Linked DNA regions of Oryctolagus cuniculus: region 1 is linked to region 2. A link is a contact called in public Micro-C data. All regions are on one chromosome and are shown on one strand. The core of a region is the stretch at or near the end of the contact, and the rest is flanking DNA. Distances in the headings are between cores, read along the strand shown.

Region 1 (5,123 bases), core at 483-2,982, 180 kb after region 2:
CTAGTTAATTGCTTGATGTTGCCATAGGGCTGAGTTGGTAACAGCGCAGATTTTGCTCAGTTTCTCTGAACCCAAATCCAACATCATCCTTGCAAACCTGCTTGCTTACTCTTTCAGTGTGGGACCTCACAATGCAGCCCCCTGAGGCCCGGAAACCTGAGTCACTTTCTCCTTGTCCCCGCCTCTAGTGGTTAGGCCACCAAGTCCCCATATCTCCCCTGGGTCATTCGAGTCTTCTGGATGATTCCAATAAATTTAGTCTCTGAAACTGGGCCTCCAGCCCGTCAGCCACGTCCTGACCTCCTGTTGCTCTCCAGGCCTTCTGAGATGGCCCAGCTGTCCTTCCAGCCTCCCCATTGCTTCCATTCTGTGCTCTGGCTATGGCACAGCCGCTCCTGGCTCCATAGCTTCGCTTGTGCTGTCCCTCACCCTGGCATGGAAATCCTACGGGTCTCTGAGAGCAACCTCAGCATCACCTCCGCTGTGAATTCTCCTTTGGTTCTCCTGAGTTACCTGCCCTGTGCTCTGTGTTCCTCAGTACTTTCTTTGCACGGCAGGAGTTCATTCTGCTGCTCATTCCTGGGGGCCTTGCCCCCACGCTTCCAAAGAGCCAGGACTGGGACTGAGCCCCACCTGCTGTCTGTGTGTTGACTGCAGACTCACCACGCGTGGTAATGGCTGTTGGCCGGAGGGACAAATGGTTTCAGCAGCTTCCCTGCCACATGGAAGTCCCTGATCTCCGCCCTTAAAGGATATTGGGGGTTTCCCTAGAAAGTGTCAAAGCCCTGCAGAAAAAACACTGGAGCCAAATTAGGTAACATTGTTTATTCCTTCAAAGTCCTGTTGATGTTCCTTCCTGCACCTGCAAGGAGCCTCCCACCTCCTCAGTTCCTCCTCACACAAGGAACACAGCAGTCCAAGGCATTGGAGAGGGGCAGGGATGGCAGCTGACCTCCAGGTCGCACCCCCATTCTGGGAGAAAGCGGAGGTGGGGGGGACTCCCGTATTACTTTCCTTACTGCCTGCTCAGAGAGAGTTTATAGATCTCAGGGCTTGATTTGTCACTCTGCCTTCTAGAAGGGACGAGGCTTTCCTTTTGCTCCTAAAATCTCAGCCAGGGGGTGCCCTGGGCTGCCCTCCCCTGTGGGAGTCCTGCCCTTAACCTTGTCCCTCCCTGGGCGGGACTTTGCGTTTCCACAATGACCCTTTATAGCAAGTAGGTCCTTCCTGGCCTCCTTCAAATGACCTTGAATAACACTGTCCTCTGCACTCTTTCTGGCTGCCACAGGAAGAGACATTCCTGCTGTGAGTCTGGGGCCTTGGGGCCATCTGAGACCAAGACTGGAAAAATAAACAGATGGGCGAGGTGGCCGCCTGTGAATTCTGCCTCTCATTCCCCCACTTGCTGGCGGTCAGCTGATGAAGCATTTAGGGCTCCGGTTTGCGGTTTGTGCACTGATGAAACAACAGCGTTTTACCCAGCAGCTCCCCAGCCTCCTGTCTCTTAGGCCTATTTCACAGAGGGAGAAACCGAGGGCAAAGAAATTCACGCCCTCAGCCTAGGCCCAGACAACACCGGGGCTGCCACGGGCGGGGGTAGGAGGCCGGTAGGGGATGTTTTGTTTGAATCATGGCGCTGGCTCATTGCCACCCAGAGCCGAGGAGCACCGTCTCCTGGGATCATGCGTTTTCCGGGCTCCCTTTCCACCCTTCCCTGATCTCAGTGCGAACCCGGCCCCTCCCGCGTGTCCAGCTTGACCTTCACACACTGAACAGCGCTGTCCTTTCTCAGCCGGGATTCAGCAGTCGGCAAGCGTGTGTGGCACGTATGGGCTGCAGCCCTGCCAGCTCCCTGCCGGCGTCCCATGGGACCTGCTGCAAGGGGCCCGGGTGCCCGCTGCCGCCGCCGCCGCCGCCGCTGGGGAGGCCGGGCCAGGGGCTTTCTTCCCCGCGGCGCTGTTCCCTGAGCTTGCCAAGTCCGCATTTTCAAAGCGAGGCCTTCGCCCTGCTTGGCAGGCTCCTCAAAGCCCGCCTCGCTCTCGCTGTGCCTGGGCGAGCCTGCAAAAGGCCGCTTTTGTTCGCGCTCCTCAATGGGGACCTCCTCGGGAGGCAGGCGCTTGGGAGGCTCAGGCTTGGGTGCTGGAGGACACTTGAGGCAGGGCCACTTGGGTGGGCAACGGGATGGAGCCGGGCCCGGGGCCCGGCGGGAGAGGCGCTGGGGGCGCGGGTGTGCAAGGGAGGCCAAGGATCCGAGGAGAGTCAGACCCGGAAGCGGCCCGCGAGAAGCCGGAGGCACAGAGGGCTTAACCTTTTTCTCATTTTTCAGTATGTTAGTTGCACTTCTGTGTGTGGGTCTGGGGTGGTGGAGTCTTCAAGCAGGAGACAGAAGTGGCCTCGGGATGCAGTGACTTCAAGGCAGAGAGTTCTTTAGAAATTCATTTGAGGGTCTTTCACAGAAAGGGGGTGTCCTCAGCCCTGACACAAAGGCCACCGGCAGCTGTGTGAGCCAGGGACAAGCAGGAGAGGCACGAGTGCCGGCCCCCAAATGTTGCCCACCATAAACGCCATCTCTGCTTGTAGAAGCATGGGTGGCAGTGCCATAGGCCGGACACCACCCCTCCCACAGCCCCTCACTCCTCCCACCCCCACCCCCCACCCCGGTCAACCATTGAAACAAATGTTTTGACTCTTTTTTATTTATTTGAGGAGGAGAGAGTCACCAATGCAGGTGAGCCTGCACAGACAGACGCACACACACGCTCAGAGAGACAGAGACATTTCCCATCTCGTGGTTCACTCCTCCAGAGTCTGTAACAGCCAGGACATCGTCTTGATGGAACTGGGAGCCAGAAACTCAATCCAGGTTTCCCAGGTAGGTGCCTGGGACCCAGCGTCTTGAGGCATGCCTGCTGCCTCCCAGGGTGTGCATTTGCAGGAAGCTGGAATTGGGAGTAGAGTCAGGTACGGCTGATTAAAGGCATGCTGGCTGTTAGGCCCTGCCCCCAAACATTTTACATTGAAATCTTGAAATAGTCATCGTGAGAGCACTCTAATTCAGTTGCATTCATCTCTTAAGATGCCTTGACTTAGCCTGCTCATTAGTAAAAGTTGATCATAAAATAACACTGGACTGATGCGCCTTCTATAAAGTAGAATTTATATAAAGTAGAATTCTATAAAAGATGAATTTGACATTGATCTGGTGAAAGGTGAATTAATAAACTTTTCCTTAAGTCAGGCAAGAATGTGGAAGGAAAACAGATGGATGGCTTTTCTCTTCAACTAGTCAAAAACAAAAATCAAAACAACAACAAACCCAACTAAACCAAACAGCAACAGAAGGCCTCGCTGGTGCTGTGTTTACGCCAGTTTGTGCTGGTTTTATGACCTAACTTTTCTTCCTGCTGTTTGAATGGATTTGGACATTGTCTTTCCAACATGCCATTTCCAAGGAAGGTGGGATTGGTTTGCTTTTGCAGTGCATGTACAAAGCGGGCTATCGAATTGGTTCACAGCGAAAGAGGCCCTGGAAAGACAATATCCCTTCCTTCCTGAGGCAGATATTTCAGGATTGGGGAAGCAGGGTTTCCTGTGTTCTCACAAGGGGTTGAGATAAAGAACCCAGGGCAGTCGCAGAAAGCATTCAGCCTGGAAGGAGCAGGAGGCCATTGTTTTCATGTGCAAACCCCATTCCACAATGCAAAGCCCGCCCAGCCAGAGGCTGCGTGCGCAGGATGTGACGTGGCCTGCCTTTGTAGCGGGACAGTTTCCTCAAAGTCTGATGTCAAGGAGCAAGGTTTGCAGGAGGGCTCCCTGGACGGTGTGGGCTGCTGCTTCTGCTGCCTCCTCCTGCGCCAGCCCCCTGCCGTGACAACCTTTGATGATGCGTCCAGTTGTGTCTTCCCTCTGTCCTCTCCTATTCAGAAAGAACATCAGCAATCTTGGTGTCCCGGGAGTGTTTGTTTAGTTTACATTATGTTTCCCTTGTCTCTATATTCAGGAAAAGACAAAAGAGAGAAGTAGGTATGATGGCCTTTGGTGTATCCCCAGCCTTCATTCAGTTTCCCTTTTTGTGTTTTCCCTGCCCCCTTCCTCTCCTGTCCTTCAGCCTAGGGCCTACTCCTGCTTTGGAGAGAAGTAATTCGAAGATTTAATTCATGCAGAGATCCTGGTGTCTGAGAAAGGTGGCCGTATTGCATTTAAAAGAAGTACATGAAAGTAAAAAAAAAAACTTACTGAATGTAAATATAATGTAATATAATATAATATTAGTATAATAACAATATAGGAATAATATAACAATATAGGAATAATATGATAACAATATAGGAAGAAAAATTTCCAGTAACATAACAAAAAGTGTATGCTGATAAGGAAGGCAAGAATGGGGAATAGGAATTAGGAATCGTTAATTTTCTCATCTTTCTTAGCTGGGAGATGATAGATACTATTTGAGTTCTGAAGTTTTTGAGAAATTTCAATGTGAACATCTTATTTAAAATTGAGGCCGGCGCCATGGTTCACTTGACTAATCCTCTGCCTGCTGCGCCGGCACCCCGGGTTCTAGTCCCAGTTGGGGCGCCTGATTCTGTCCCGGTTGCTCCTCTTCCAGTCCAGCTCTCTGCTGTGGCCTGGGAAGGCAGTGGAGGATGGCCCAAGTGCTTGCGCCCTGCACTCTCATGGGAGACCAGGAGGAAGCACCTGGCTCCTGGCTTCGGATCGGCGCAGTGTGCTGGCCGCAGCAGGACAGCCGTAGTGGCCATTTGGGGGCTGAACCAATGGATAGGAAGACCTGTCTCTCTGTCTCTTTCTCTTTCTCACTGTCTAAATCTTCCTGTCAAAAAAAAAAAAAGAAAAAAAGAAAATTGAAAATGTCATCATGCTTAGAATTAAATTTCAGATTACGTAGTAAAAGAAAGAAAACATAAATAAGCACACAAAATGAGAAAAATATTCAAGATGATTGAATTGTACAAATAAACATATTATAATAATAAATGTAAATGAGATCAATTCATTTATTAAAAGAAATAAACTCATAGAATGGGTTAAAAAAGCGAAATACAACTATGCGCTGTCTTTAAAAAAATACCTAAGACAAAGTGACTCAGAATCGCAGATAG
Region 2 (4,799 bases), core at 2,081-4,580:
CCAAGTTCAGTAGCAGGGAGCTGGATACCAAGTGGAACAGCTGGGACTCAAATCCATGCTGCCAGACAGGATGCCCAGATTGCAGGCAGTGGCTTAACCCACTGTGCAACAACATTGACCCTACTTTCAACACTTAGGTTTTGTGGGTCTCCCCGAAAAGGTTGGTTTGGTACAGCACTTATGGAGGGCAATGTGGTAGCATCTTTTATAAGAACAAATGCATATACGTGCTGACCTGGTGGTTCCCATTTCTGGAAATTCTTCCTACATACTTGTATGCATGAAAAAATGATAGTTATTCAACAATTCCTCACAGAGTAGTTTGCTGAAGATAGGGAAAAATCAAATGTTTAGCAACACCCTATGGTGTTGCTAAATGAATTCATATTTATTTATTTTAAAGATTTATTTTATTTACTTGAAAGGCAGAGTTTTTTTTTTTTTACAGAGAGAGAGATCAATCTTTTGTCTGCTGGTTCACTCCCCAAATGGCCATATTGGCTGTATTTGGGTTAAAGCCAGGAGCCAGAAGCTTCTTCTGGGTCTCCCACATGGGTGCAGGGGCCCAAGGACTTGGGCCATCTTCCACTGCTTTCTCAGGTGCCATAGCAGGGAGCTGAATCGGAAATGGAGCAGCCAGGACCCAAACCAGTGTCCATATAGGATGCCAGCATTGCAGGTAGTGGCTTTACCCACTATGCCATAGCCCCAGCCCTTAAATTGATACAGAAATACAACAGTATAGTAGGCAGTTATGGAGACTTTTTCCTACCTGCTTAAAAATATTTATTTATTAATATGAAAGGCAGAGACAGAGAGCCATCTTCAATGTGCTGGTTCACTCCCCAGGCAGAGTGGGAGCTGGGAAGTCAAACCAGGTCTTCCACTTGGGTGACAGGGATCTAACTACTTAAGCCATCACATGCTGCCTCCCAGGCTACATAGCAAGCTGCACTCCGAAGCCAACTCTGGACTTACAAGTGCAGGCACACATAATAGATATGCCAATGCCTGGTCCCAAGTCAAATAAAAAAAAAAAAAAAGCTAACTGTGACATTTAAAAAAACAACTGGGCAGGATACCCTCAAAGATCAAGGATTTCGGGAAATTGTGTAGGGAAAACCCCTGAACGAAATATTCTCCTCTCATCCAGGCCCTGACAAATAAGATTGGAAATGAAGGCCCAAACTGCAGTTGGCTTTCTTCGACGAGAACGACCCACTGGGGGCACTTTGGTGGGGTGTGACTATCCGAACCCCGGTGGCTCCTGCACAGCGAAACTGGAAAGGCTGGGGTTACAACAGTAGTACAGGGCCACCTGCCTTCGAGCTCATCATCTGGGTTACTGAGGTCCCCTAGCGGCTGGCAGAGGAGGGCCGTTCACATTTCCGTGAATGTCAGACACCACTACAAGAGCTTGGGAAGCAATCCTTAACCGCAGTCCATCTGGCTCACCATTCCCACCCTACCGGCCCCCAGTATCAGTACGGAGTTGCTGGACAAATGGATTACGAAGACACAGGGGCCCGGACCAAGAAAAATGATAGTGAGACTACAAAGGAAGAAATAAATCTTTCTTCTAAATCGTTTCTAAGAAGCCTACTTTTCTTTTGATCCTTTTTTTTTTTTAAATTGAGGAACTACTTAGGGATTTTTTTTTTTAAAGACTTGGGAGCAGTCTTGTGGACAAGGTATTTAAAACCCTAATGTCCATCTTCCATCCTGAAGTGTTCCCATCCCTCTGAAAGGAAATGCCTTCTGTATCCTTCCAATAAATAAATAAATAAATAAATAAATAAATAAAACAAAATAGAACTTGAAAACTGTCTAATGCTCCCTGAAGACACAAGGGTAATTGTGTTTCCACCTTTGGCCCCACTGCTCCCGGACAGGACGTCCCGGACCTGGAGCCCAGATGGAGCAAGGTGGGGAGGTGGGGTGGGAGTGACTGATGGACGCAGCGGGCAGCCCCACAACCTGGGGGTGGGGCAGCGCTGTGGTCAAGGCTTCGGTCTCAGCCCCTCTCGCGTTTTTACTCAACACTTCATCACTTCTAAATAAAAAAGGAAGTAAGCCAACTGTTACACTTAATTACGGGCAAGGAATAAATGGACAAAGTGCTCGCGAACTTGCTCTGCCGACCCTTCGCCGCGGCCACCGCTGGCCCGGTGGACAGTGCAAGGCTGGCGCGCTAGGGCAGAGTGTCCCAGAGGATAGGAGACCCAGGGACCCTGTGCTTGCCCAGCCCTTTCCCTCATTTCTGCCCTTTTAGGTCAACAATGGCAGAATTCGGGCCGGACGACCAGCCCCGGGGGCGGCGCGCGCAGGTGGGTTCCGGCGCGGGGGCGGCGCGGCTGGCGTCCCGTGCCGGCAGGGACCCGACCACAAGGCCCACGGTCTCCCGGGGTGGGGACGGGGAGGCGTGTGCGGCCCGAGCGGGGGCAGGAGGACTTGACCGAGCGCAGCGAAAGAAAACGCTGCACGAAAACAAACCCTGCCGACTTCCCCGCACCGCGCCGCGCGGACCGCGTGGGTGGAGCGGAGAGGGGGCGACCGAGTGGAATTCCGCGCGGCCGCCTCCACCCCGCCCCGCCCCGCGCCCTGCCCTGCCCTGCCCTGGTCTGGGCGCCGAGCGGAGGTCGGGGCCACGGCAGCCGCTCGTTCCGCTCGGGCTTCGCCAGTCCACGGCTCGGCTCCCCCGTAGTAAACAAAGTGTCGCCGCCGCCTCCACGTTGGTTTGCCTCTCAGCAGTCAAAACAGTAAGAGGGCGAGAGACTCGCAGAAATACTCGAGAATTACCAGAAAATAATCACAAAAAGAGAGAGAACGTGCGTGTGCGCCAACGAGAAAAACACCCCACTACCCCCCTACCAACCCACAGCCGCCTCCTCGTGGAAAACCGGGCCCCTCCCCAGCCCTCTCCCACTGGCTGCTTGGGCGGCGGTGCCGCGCGCCCATTGGCTGCGCGGGCTGTCAATCGGGGGCGGGCCGGCGCGCGCGCCGCCGCGGGCGGGGGGCGGTGGCAGATCCCGTAAGTCGGGCAGCCGCGTAGTTGCTGCTGCCGCCGCCGCCGCCGCCGCCGCCTCCAGCGCATTCAACAGGCAGCTGCGCCGCGCTCGCGCCGCCGGCGAGAGCGAGCGGCCCGCGGTGTCCGTCCGTCCGTCCGTCCGTCCGTGGCCCTGTCAGCAGGAGCGCGGCCCTGGAGCTGCCCGGCTCTGGCCAGCCGTCCTGGTGGTGCAGCGAACCCGGAGCAGCCTTGGATGTTGATGGACCCACGAAGTTAAGTTCTGGGCTCGCGCGGCTACTCCGCTGCTCCTTCCTCCCGGTTTCCGTCAGCTCGCGGCACTGACTTCGTCCTCCCCCCATCCCCCCAGGATCTCGGGCCAGCCTTTGCGCCCCCTCCGCTCCGCGCTGCGCTCCCCCCCTTCTCGGCTCTCCGGCGGCTGGGGGAGGGGCGGGGGTCACCATGGCCGAAGCGCCTCAGGTGGTGGAGATCGACCCGGACTTCGAGCCGCTGCCCCGGCCGCGCTCGTGCACCTGGCCGCTGCCCAGGCCGGAGTTTAGCCAGTCCAACTCGGCCACCTCCAGCCCGGCGCCGTCGGGCGGCGCGGCCGCCAACCCCGACGCCGCGGCGGGCCTGCCCCCAGCCTCGGCGGCCGCTGTCAACGCCGACTTCATGAGCAACCTGAGCCTGCTGGAGGAGAGCGAGGACTTCCCGCAGGCGCCCGGCTCCGTGGCGGCGGCCGCAGCGGCGGCGGCGGCGGTGGCGGCGGCCGCGGCGGCTGCCACCGGGGGACTGTGCGGGGACTTCCAGGGCGCAGAGGCGGCGGGCTGCCTGCACCCGGCGCCGCCGCAGCCCCCGGCGCCCGGGCCACTGTCACAGCACCCGCCTGTACCCCCCGCGGCTGCTGGGCCGCTCGCTGGGCAGCCGCGCAAGAGCAGCTCGTCCCGCCGCAACGCGTGGGGCAACCTGTCCTACGCCGACCTCATCACCAAGGCCATCGAGAGCTCGGCCGAGAAGCGGCTCACGCTGTCTCAGATCTACGAGTGGATGGTCAAGAGCGTGCCCTACTTCAAGGATAAGGGCGATAGCAACAGCTCGGCGGGCTGGAAGGTGAGCGGCCGGACCGGGGCGCGGTGGGGCAGGTGCGGGGGTGGCTGGGCGGGTCGCGCGGGCGGCCGAGGGCGGGTGGGAAGTGGCAGGTGCGGGGGCTTGCCCGGGCGGAGGGGAGGCGCGCGCGCGCCGCAGAGTTGCGGTGGGACAGGCACAGGGGCGTGTTGGGGGGGAACTGAGGCGTGAAGAAAGTGCGTCAGGAACTGGGCGTCAGAGCGGGCAGGAAAGTTTGCCAGTCAGAGAGAGAAGGTTTCACGCGGAGCGGCTGCCCCTTTTGCCTCCCGGACCTCCGGCGGGGAGGGCGGCTCCTCTCCGCCCTCGCAGCGCGGGGCCGTTTCCGCCGCGCCGAGCGGTGGAGGGGGCGGCGAGGGGGGCACCCAAACCCGGGGGGCACGGCTGCAGGTGGAGGGGACAGCCTTGGGACGGTGCGGGGTCGGCCGCGCCACTTCTGGAGGCCGATGCGCTTTTGGCTTTGTTTTGGTTTTATCCCGGGTGGCCTCGGGTGCTGGGGTCCAGGCGCGCCGAGCCCGAGGGAGCGCCTCCGACACGTGCGAAGGGGCGGCCACCGCCTGCGGAGCGCCGGCGCCCGGCCGCGCGGGGCGAGCTAAGTTCAAGTGTGACCCTCGGCGGGGGCGGGCGCCGGCGGCGGCTGGGGAGGGGCCGCGGGCGCAGGAAGCGAGCGCCT

What was found. Hi-C and Micro-C count contacts between places; a contact is called where the count stands out from the background.
Region 1: a Micro-C map of ear pinna shows a contact between it and region 2, with 5 times the contacts expected there. The contact joins the enhancer-like site here to the promoter of FOXO1 in region 2. A contact is called at or near these places in 2 of 6 Hi-C or Micro-C datasets (ear pinna and an unstated tissue).

Annotation. Positions count from the first base shown.
Region 1 is chr9:73,013,794-73,018,916 of mOryCun1.1, forward strand. No RefSeq gene overlaps it. Among named protein-coding and RNA genes, the nearest start is that of FOXO1, 180 kb to the left of the region's middle. Within about 2 kb of position 1,733, at least 6 of the 8 cell types and tissues checked have an H3K27ac peak or open chromatin away from gene starts, as enhancers often do. A contact at or near this core is called in ear pinna, where this site is marked.
Region 2 is chr9:72,835,757-72,840,555 of mOryCun1.1, forward strand. FOXO1 (forkhead box O1) reads left to right here and starts at 3,331. Exons shown (of 3, transcript XM_051831745.2): 1 at 3,331-4,114. The coding sequence starts at 3,467.